Linked DNA regions of Rattus norvegicus: region 1 is linked to region 2. The links are chromatin contacts, called in public Hi-C maps. All regions are on one chromosome and are shown on one strand. The core of a region is the stretch at or near the end of the contact, and the rest is flanking DNA. Distances in the headings are between cores, read along the strand shown.

Region 1 (3,321 bases), core at 37-2,536, 220 kb after region 2:
AGTAAGTCCTCTACCCCTAGTTACCTACACCTCTAGTTCAAGAGCCATAAACTCTTACAGGAGCCATCTGCAGAGCGGGCCACAGGCTGCAGAGGCACAGAGAGGTTGCTGTGTTTGTGTCCTCATCAAATTTGTCTGAAGCTGCTTTAAACCCAAATGGGGTGTGGAGAGACAATTGAGTGCCTTGATGTACGTTCCTCTGAAAGAGAGCTCCTGTGTATAGGACGCCACCTATCCACACTTGAAGGCTATGTGGGCTCCTTCTCCGGAAAGTGCCAAGGTCTTAGGAAGTCCATCTAGAAGGCAGCAGCTGAAGTTATGCTCAACCTCATCACCCAGCTCATCAGGGACAGGGATGAGGGACAGTGCACATCTGTGCACATGCACGCATGCATGCACACACACGTGCACATGCATGTGCATGTGCACATGCCTGCATGTTGCAGCCAGGATCATGGGGTTAGAGGTAGCAGGTGACATTTGCCTCAGGGACAGCAGCCATGATATATCCATCCAGGTCCGGACTGCACAGGCTCTTAAGAGCCGGTTCCAGTACTTTGCTCTGTCTCATTACAAGAACTCCTACAAAACTTGTGGGCGGAAGCTCCTGCTGGGTTTGCTCGAACTTCCTCCTGGGGTCTCACACATCCCAGTGCAGGGCAAGGCATCCTGCAGTTCCATGACTCTGTTGGCAGACAAGCCCTGCTAGGGCTATCCATCCTCCAGCCTTTGCAGAGCTGGGGGATTGGTGAGGCTCTCTACAGCCCAAGAGGGACTCCCCCAGCTCGTGACCCTAGCAGGAGGCAGGTCGCCTGCTGGATGGATCCTTACCCAGGGGCTCATTAGAGAGCAGGGCTAGACCTCCCAGTGAGATAGCGAGAGCAGAGGAGCTAGGGCGGATAGGGAGGATTTTTCTCCCTGAGGAGGGGAAAGGCTGCCGCCGAGTGGCCAGAGGGCTGGCTAGCAGGAATTATTGCTCTAGTGCACAGCTCCACCCACTGACTAGGTTTGTCTCCATAAGATAATTCCCTCAGCGGGAAGGAAGGAAATCTCCTAAACTGGAAGATTCAGAGATTACTGGAATGCCTCAAGGCTTAGCGGGGATCCAAGCACAGTACAGAGAGGGTGGTGTCTCAGGGACCTGCAAAGGCTGAGCTGACCACAAGGCAGGAGTCCCAGCCTTGGGACCCAGAAGAAGGATCCCAGTGTTCAGGAAAACATGAACCTGGGTCGTATTGTTAACTAGGGCGGGACCTGGGGAGGCCTGGGCAGGGCTTGGGGCTCTGACGTTGGTTAGAGCTTCCTTCCATGCTCTCTTCCCTCTTCCCCAGTGGTCTGAGCTGCAGTGACAGCCTCTGGGTTGCCGGGTTTTGCTCCTGGCTCTGCATACAGGCCTCTGGCTTTCTCATCTGTGTCCTCATTTCCCTGTCAGTGCCATCTGTGTTCATAACAAATGTTCCCATTAAGAGCAACGCTCACCAAGCCGAGGACCCAAAGAGGAGACCTGGGAAGTTGATGATTGGGGGTTAAAAGCAGGCTGACCCCTAGGGACCTGGCCTCCCTAGAGGATGCCGTTCATGGTCCCTGCCTTCTGTCCACTACAAACAGAAAGAGGTGTATCTGTCAGCAAAGAGTTTGGTCCAAGGGGAGAATGGGACACATTTCTGAGGTTGGAATGTCAGCCAGAAATCCTGCTCTCACCCGTAGCCCGTGAGTGCAGTTCTGGGTCTTTCCTAGGTCCACAAGTGGTTCAGTGTAGCTGCAGCAGCAGGCTTAATGTAAAGAAATGTCAGTGCAATGGAGCTTATTGGGGGTTTCATCCAATAGAGAAAATCAAGGTCATTGTGTGTGTGTGTGTGTGTGTGTGTGTGTGTGTGTACGCATGTGAACAGGTGCACATTGTGTGGGTAGATTTCTGTAGGAAAGAGATATCTGTATGTTTCCAAAAGGAACTGTAGTCCAAACAAGGCTGTGAGATTTGCTTCAGAATCTCCAGGATTCACTTGCTTGTCAAGTGTCTCAGATAAAACTTCCAAACTAGGGGCTGAGGAGATAAATGATCAGTGGCTAACATCACTTGTTGCTCTGCTAGAGGACCTAAATTTAGTTCTCGGCACCAAATCCAGGCAGCTTATAGCTGCCTGTACTCATAACTCCAGGAGGACTGATATTTCTACTAGTCTCCTTAGTCATGTGGACTTACACATGCATGAAGACACCTGTGTATACACACAATTAGAAGTGAAACCAGTCTGTAAAAATAAATCCTGAACTGTTACAATGACTCCACTCCCCACCAAACATAGAAACCAGCTGACCTGTAAGAGTCCACGATTTGCTGAAGAATGATACCCGGGACCCAAATAGTATGTAAACTCAAAGAACATTTTATTCTGCTGAGGTCCAGCATGCTGGGGTCTACCATCTATAAAGATGGAGAGACCCCAAAGTGAGCTCATAGACCTGACTTAAAGCATATTAGGGGTATTCTGGGGAGGGGTAGGTGAACTCTGTAGGATTAATGGTGGGGCCCCATGTCTGCTCCACCATAGGGCTCAAGACACTCAGGGAAGCAGGATGTTGGAAGTTGACTGTGCTTACCGGACAGGTGTTGTGCTGTGGGGAAGCCTCTGGACACCGCTCCACGGGTGGGGAAGCACAGTCTGTGGCACAGGACACAGCCAGAGTTGGCTCGGGGGTCCCTGGGCTTGCAAGGAGGGGAGGCAGCCTGGTTCTCAGGCTCTTGGGCAGGCCCGAGGGACTGGATCCTGGGGCTGAGGTGGGGAAGAGGGGGAGCTTTGGTTGGTCCTGCCTGGTCCTGTCTTTGGCTTGACTACAGTAGGCTTGAGCTTGGCTGTCGCTGCTAGGAGTGCAAGGAGGCTTTCTTTAGGAGATTAGATGGCTCTGTAGGTGAAGGCCTTCTCTATGGCTCCCCATAGTGGATTCCGATGAAAAGAGGCAGTTCATGGTTTCAAGACATTTATTGTCATGGCAGAAAGTGGATGAGTAAAACTATACCTCCCTTCTCAGAGTGGGCCTGAGATTAAATACCTTTTGCAGGGAGGAGAGGCTGGGAAGGGAAAGTCCTTGGCTAAGCCTCCAGGCCTTTAGGTACCTCATTATAATGGAGATCTGTCTTCAGACTACATCACTTGTGGTCACATCCTCTACCTGTAGAGGGGTATGGAGCGTTATCCTTATGTGACTGATGGCCACAAATCTATGGAGGGCTGCAGCTATGACTGGCCTGGTTTCCCGGTAGTCAGGTAGGCCTCCTTCAGGGGCTCAAGTGTCCTCGACTGGAAACCAGGGTGCCTTTCA
Region 2 (3,493 bases), core at 279-2,778:
CTGGAGGTGTCTGGGAACATCTTTTTGTCTACTTTCATTATGGCTCATTGAGCAGAGAGAATGAAGTGACAACTATATTTGGTCTGTTTATTCTAGCCATTGTAAGGAAATGAGGTTGAAGACAGGATTCAAGGTTGCCGGGGTCACCAGGAATGGGCCTGTGTACTGTGCTGGCTTCTCCTGGTATTTCAAGAAGCCACACTCAGATGCAGACGGCACTGTAGGTGTTGGAAGCATCTGGAAGTTGGGAGAAATGGGGCTTGTTAGCCCACGGGCACAAGATTTCTGTACACAGAATCAGTAAGTTCTGGGGCGTAATGAGCAGTAGGTCAAAGATTGTGTCGCATGCTTGTCATTCGAGAACTGAGTAAATCATAACTATGCCAACCATTTTTACAAAAACGAGTAACTTGTGAAATGTCCCTGATGTTAATTAGATACCAATTCACAATGAATGTGCATGCCTTTCTAAAAGGACTTGTCAATCGGACCTCAAGAAAGCTAGAAATTCTTTTTCCAAAGCAAACAAACCAAATGTACAGCTCGTGCCTGGTGGTGGGGAGTTCTGGGTAAGGATGGTCGATGGGGCCAGCGGCTTCCTGGTACTCGCTCAGTCAGAGAGGGGTCGGAGCTTCCTTTAGATAACAAATCTCAGTGCACAGGGTTCTGTTGTAGATGTCAGGGTACACCATGCAGCTGGCATGGCACTGAAGAGAAGGAGCCTCAGCATGAACCCACAAAACATGTGAAAGAATCCCCAAGAAGGAAGTCAAAGCAGGAACATGGCCACTGCAGGGTAGGAAGGAGGGGTCCAGGAAATCTTAAAGAGATCATCTGGAGCTGAGGCAGCGTCAATGCCAGAGTTTCGTAGGCCAGTCATGGGCGATCTTCAGATGAAACAATGTCAGGGTGGGAAGGCCACAGTAGGGCTGCTTGGCTGGGTGGGAATTGGGTACAGGGAAGGCCTTTACTCTGATTGCCCCAGGAGACATAGATGCAGTGCGAGGGCATGTCCAGTGCTCCCCTGCTCCTCTTCTCTCCCACATAGAGGTAGAAGACTTGATCTCATTACTCCGTGCAACCGCGATACTCTTCCAGACCCCAGAACCTCATGAAGTGAGGGGACATCTAGGAAGGCCAGGGCACACACACAGCAAAGGAGAAGTAGTGTCCAGGTCTTTTAGGGAGAGGAGTCAACTCTGCACCTGCCCATCCATCCATCCATCCATCCATCCATCCACCCACCCACCCATCCATTCTCCCTCCAATCAGGAGAAATTTGCACATTTTCTGAGCTTTACCCTTGCAAGGGCCCAGACAGGAGCCGGGAACACCTCAGTAAAAACAGCTCCTGCCTTGTTCTGAAGTGGCTGCTGCAGCTAAGAGAAGGGCATTTCTCCCTCTTGCAGTTTGGTGCCATCTAGTGGCAACTTGTGGTATCAGATGAAACAGATGAGCGTGATTCTGGGCTGGGTGATTCCCTGACTTCCTGACTTTGCAGCATATCTCTTGGTTGATTCATGCCTTTGTCTAGGTCTCATCTGGGGACATGGGGCTGGGAAAATGCTGGAGATGGAGAAAGCACTGTCTGTCTTAGCGCCTGTGCTTTCCTGCATAGGGGTTGTCTAGATGACTGCCCCCTCTTTGGCTGCCTCCACTTCCTTTGGCACTAGTTGCTATTCTGAATTAACATGTTGTGAAGTTTACATAACTGCCTAGTTACCCAAGAACTCTGGCCACTTGAGGGAGCTTTCTTTAGGACAGTAGGCAGAGATCCCCGTTTATAACAGCCCCTTGGGCCTAGAAAAGTCACTGAGGGCTCTTCTGGAGAACTGGCCTAGGTGGGCTCCTACCTCCTTTGACATTTGACCTTGGAAATATTTTTGACGCCATGCTTGTCTCTAGAGCCTTCTAACCTCCCTTGAGGAGTCCTTTGGCCTTGGGCTGCTGACTGACTCCTGGTCCTCCCCAGTCAACTTCTGGTTGTCAGGGGTGGGGTGAGATTGGGGGTGGGGCTCAGCAAGTTCTATCTGGACGTCTGGACTCTGTTGATCTGTCTGTCTATCTGTATTTGGGCATGTGGAAGCCAAGACATGGTTTCTAAGCTTCCCTACCAATAGGGTGGCTGATGGGACGAGAACAGAAATAATGGTTCCAGGACTTCGAAAGTGTGTTCTTTAAGGAAAGTTATGTCCTTTGGGGCCCCCTTTCCATCTCCCTGGGGGGGGGTTATAATGCAAATTTGGGGGGAATTCTTAGACTGCATGGATTCTACATTCTCATGGTACCCTTGACATCCACTTCGGAGGGTCAAAATGGCTGTTTAAGCCATTGTTATAGACTGTGTTACAGCGGGTGGATGTATATCCTGCCTACTGACAGAAGCAGCTGGAGCACGGGCAAGGACAGTTAATAACAGGGAGAGACATTTGCAGTGTGGCCTTACATGAGAGACTGCCCCACAGAAGCAGGTGCTGCGGCTTCTCATTCTTTTTAAAATGATGCCTGTGATAAGTTCATATAAAATGTTGGCACGGTGCCTGAGAACATGTGAGGGAGGTTTATCCTGAGGTAGTAATGTGTGAACGACCTTAAGTTCAGTTCGCTTTAGAGAACGTTTCCAAAAGAACACAAGAGAAGGAAAGACAACCATGATACAGCACTTGAAGTCTGAATGAGGGGTTTAGGCTCAGACATTTTCAGAAGTCAGAGAGCAGTCGGCGCTGCGTGCGGGGTGGGATGCTGCACGGGGGGTAGCGTGTGAAGCACGGCGCACAGTGTGCTGTGTGCACGTGTTCCATATTGTAGACAAGACACTAACGCAGCATAAGACAGAGCCGGTGCTCCAGCCGAACAGCAGGGCATCTTCTGGGGGAGCTTCCCTCCCTTCTACCCTCTCTCCAGTGCTCCTCCTCCCTTCTCAGCAATCCCCCCACTAAACGTCAAAGGCAGGAGAGCCAAGGCAGGTGCTCCCAGCGAGGCGACTGCAGAGAGAAGAGGACACGGGATCACTCAGAGACAGTTGGATTTAGCACAGGCATTAACGGGTTAGGCTGAAGTGATGGGGAGGAAGAAATGCTAGAATAGAGCATGACAGAAAGTGGAAGGAGAGGGGTGGGGAGAATGGTGGGAATTGAGGAGAGGCTTGGTCTTACTTTGGGTGTAAGGACAGGGTTACAGAGGTAGAAGGGCTGTCTGCATCGTGCGCCTTTACCCTAGTGACACTAACTAATCAATCCCTGCCACTAAGGGGGATCCTTTCCCATTTGTAAAGCCCTTCTTCCTGGATGGGGGTCACTTCTCATTTTCAGACTGGACAAATAATTCTCACAAAGTTAGGATGAGGCCAGAGCTGGAAAACAGCCATGGGAACATTGAGCATGAATTCTGAGGGAGTCATCTTTCCAGGCTGTGGGTGGGGATGGAGCACCCGGGGTGACTTAGGGGGGGTGGGGGAGGGGAGGGGTGGGAGGAGGGGTGCACTTCCTGCTCT

What was found. A called contact is a pair of places that touch in the nucleus more often than the background predicts.
Region 1: a Hi-C map of the A7r5 cell line shows a contact between it and region 2, with 3 times the contacts expected there. The contact joins two enhancer-like sites. A contact is called at or near these places in 3 of 12 Hi-C or Micro-C datasets (the A7r5 cell line, Schwann cells and frontal cortex).

The regions. Positions count from the first base shown.
Region 1 is chr16:8,070,230-8,073,550 of GRCr8, forward strand. All of the region lies in intron 1 of Tmem273 (transmembrane protein 273), which reads left to right. Among named protein-coding and RNA genes, the nearest start is that of Tmem273, 16 kb to the left of the region's middle. Within about 2 kb of position 1,287, at least 9 of the 93 cell types and tissues checked have an H3K27ac peak or open chromatin away from gene starts, as enhancers often do. A contact at or near this core is called in the A7r5 cell line, where this site is marked.
Region 2 is chr16:7,847,518-7,851,010 of GRCr8, forward strand. No RefSeq gene overlaps it. Among named protein-coding and RNA genes, the nearest start is that of Drgx, 12 kb to the right of the region's middle. Within about 2 kb of position 1,529, at least 5 of the 93 cell types and tissues checked have an H3K27ac peak or open chromatin away from gene starts, as enhancers often do. A contact at or near this core is called in the A7r5 cell line, where this site is marked.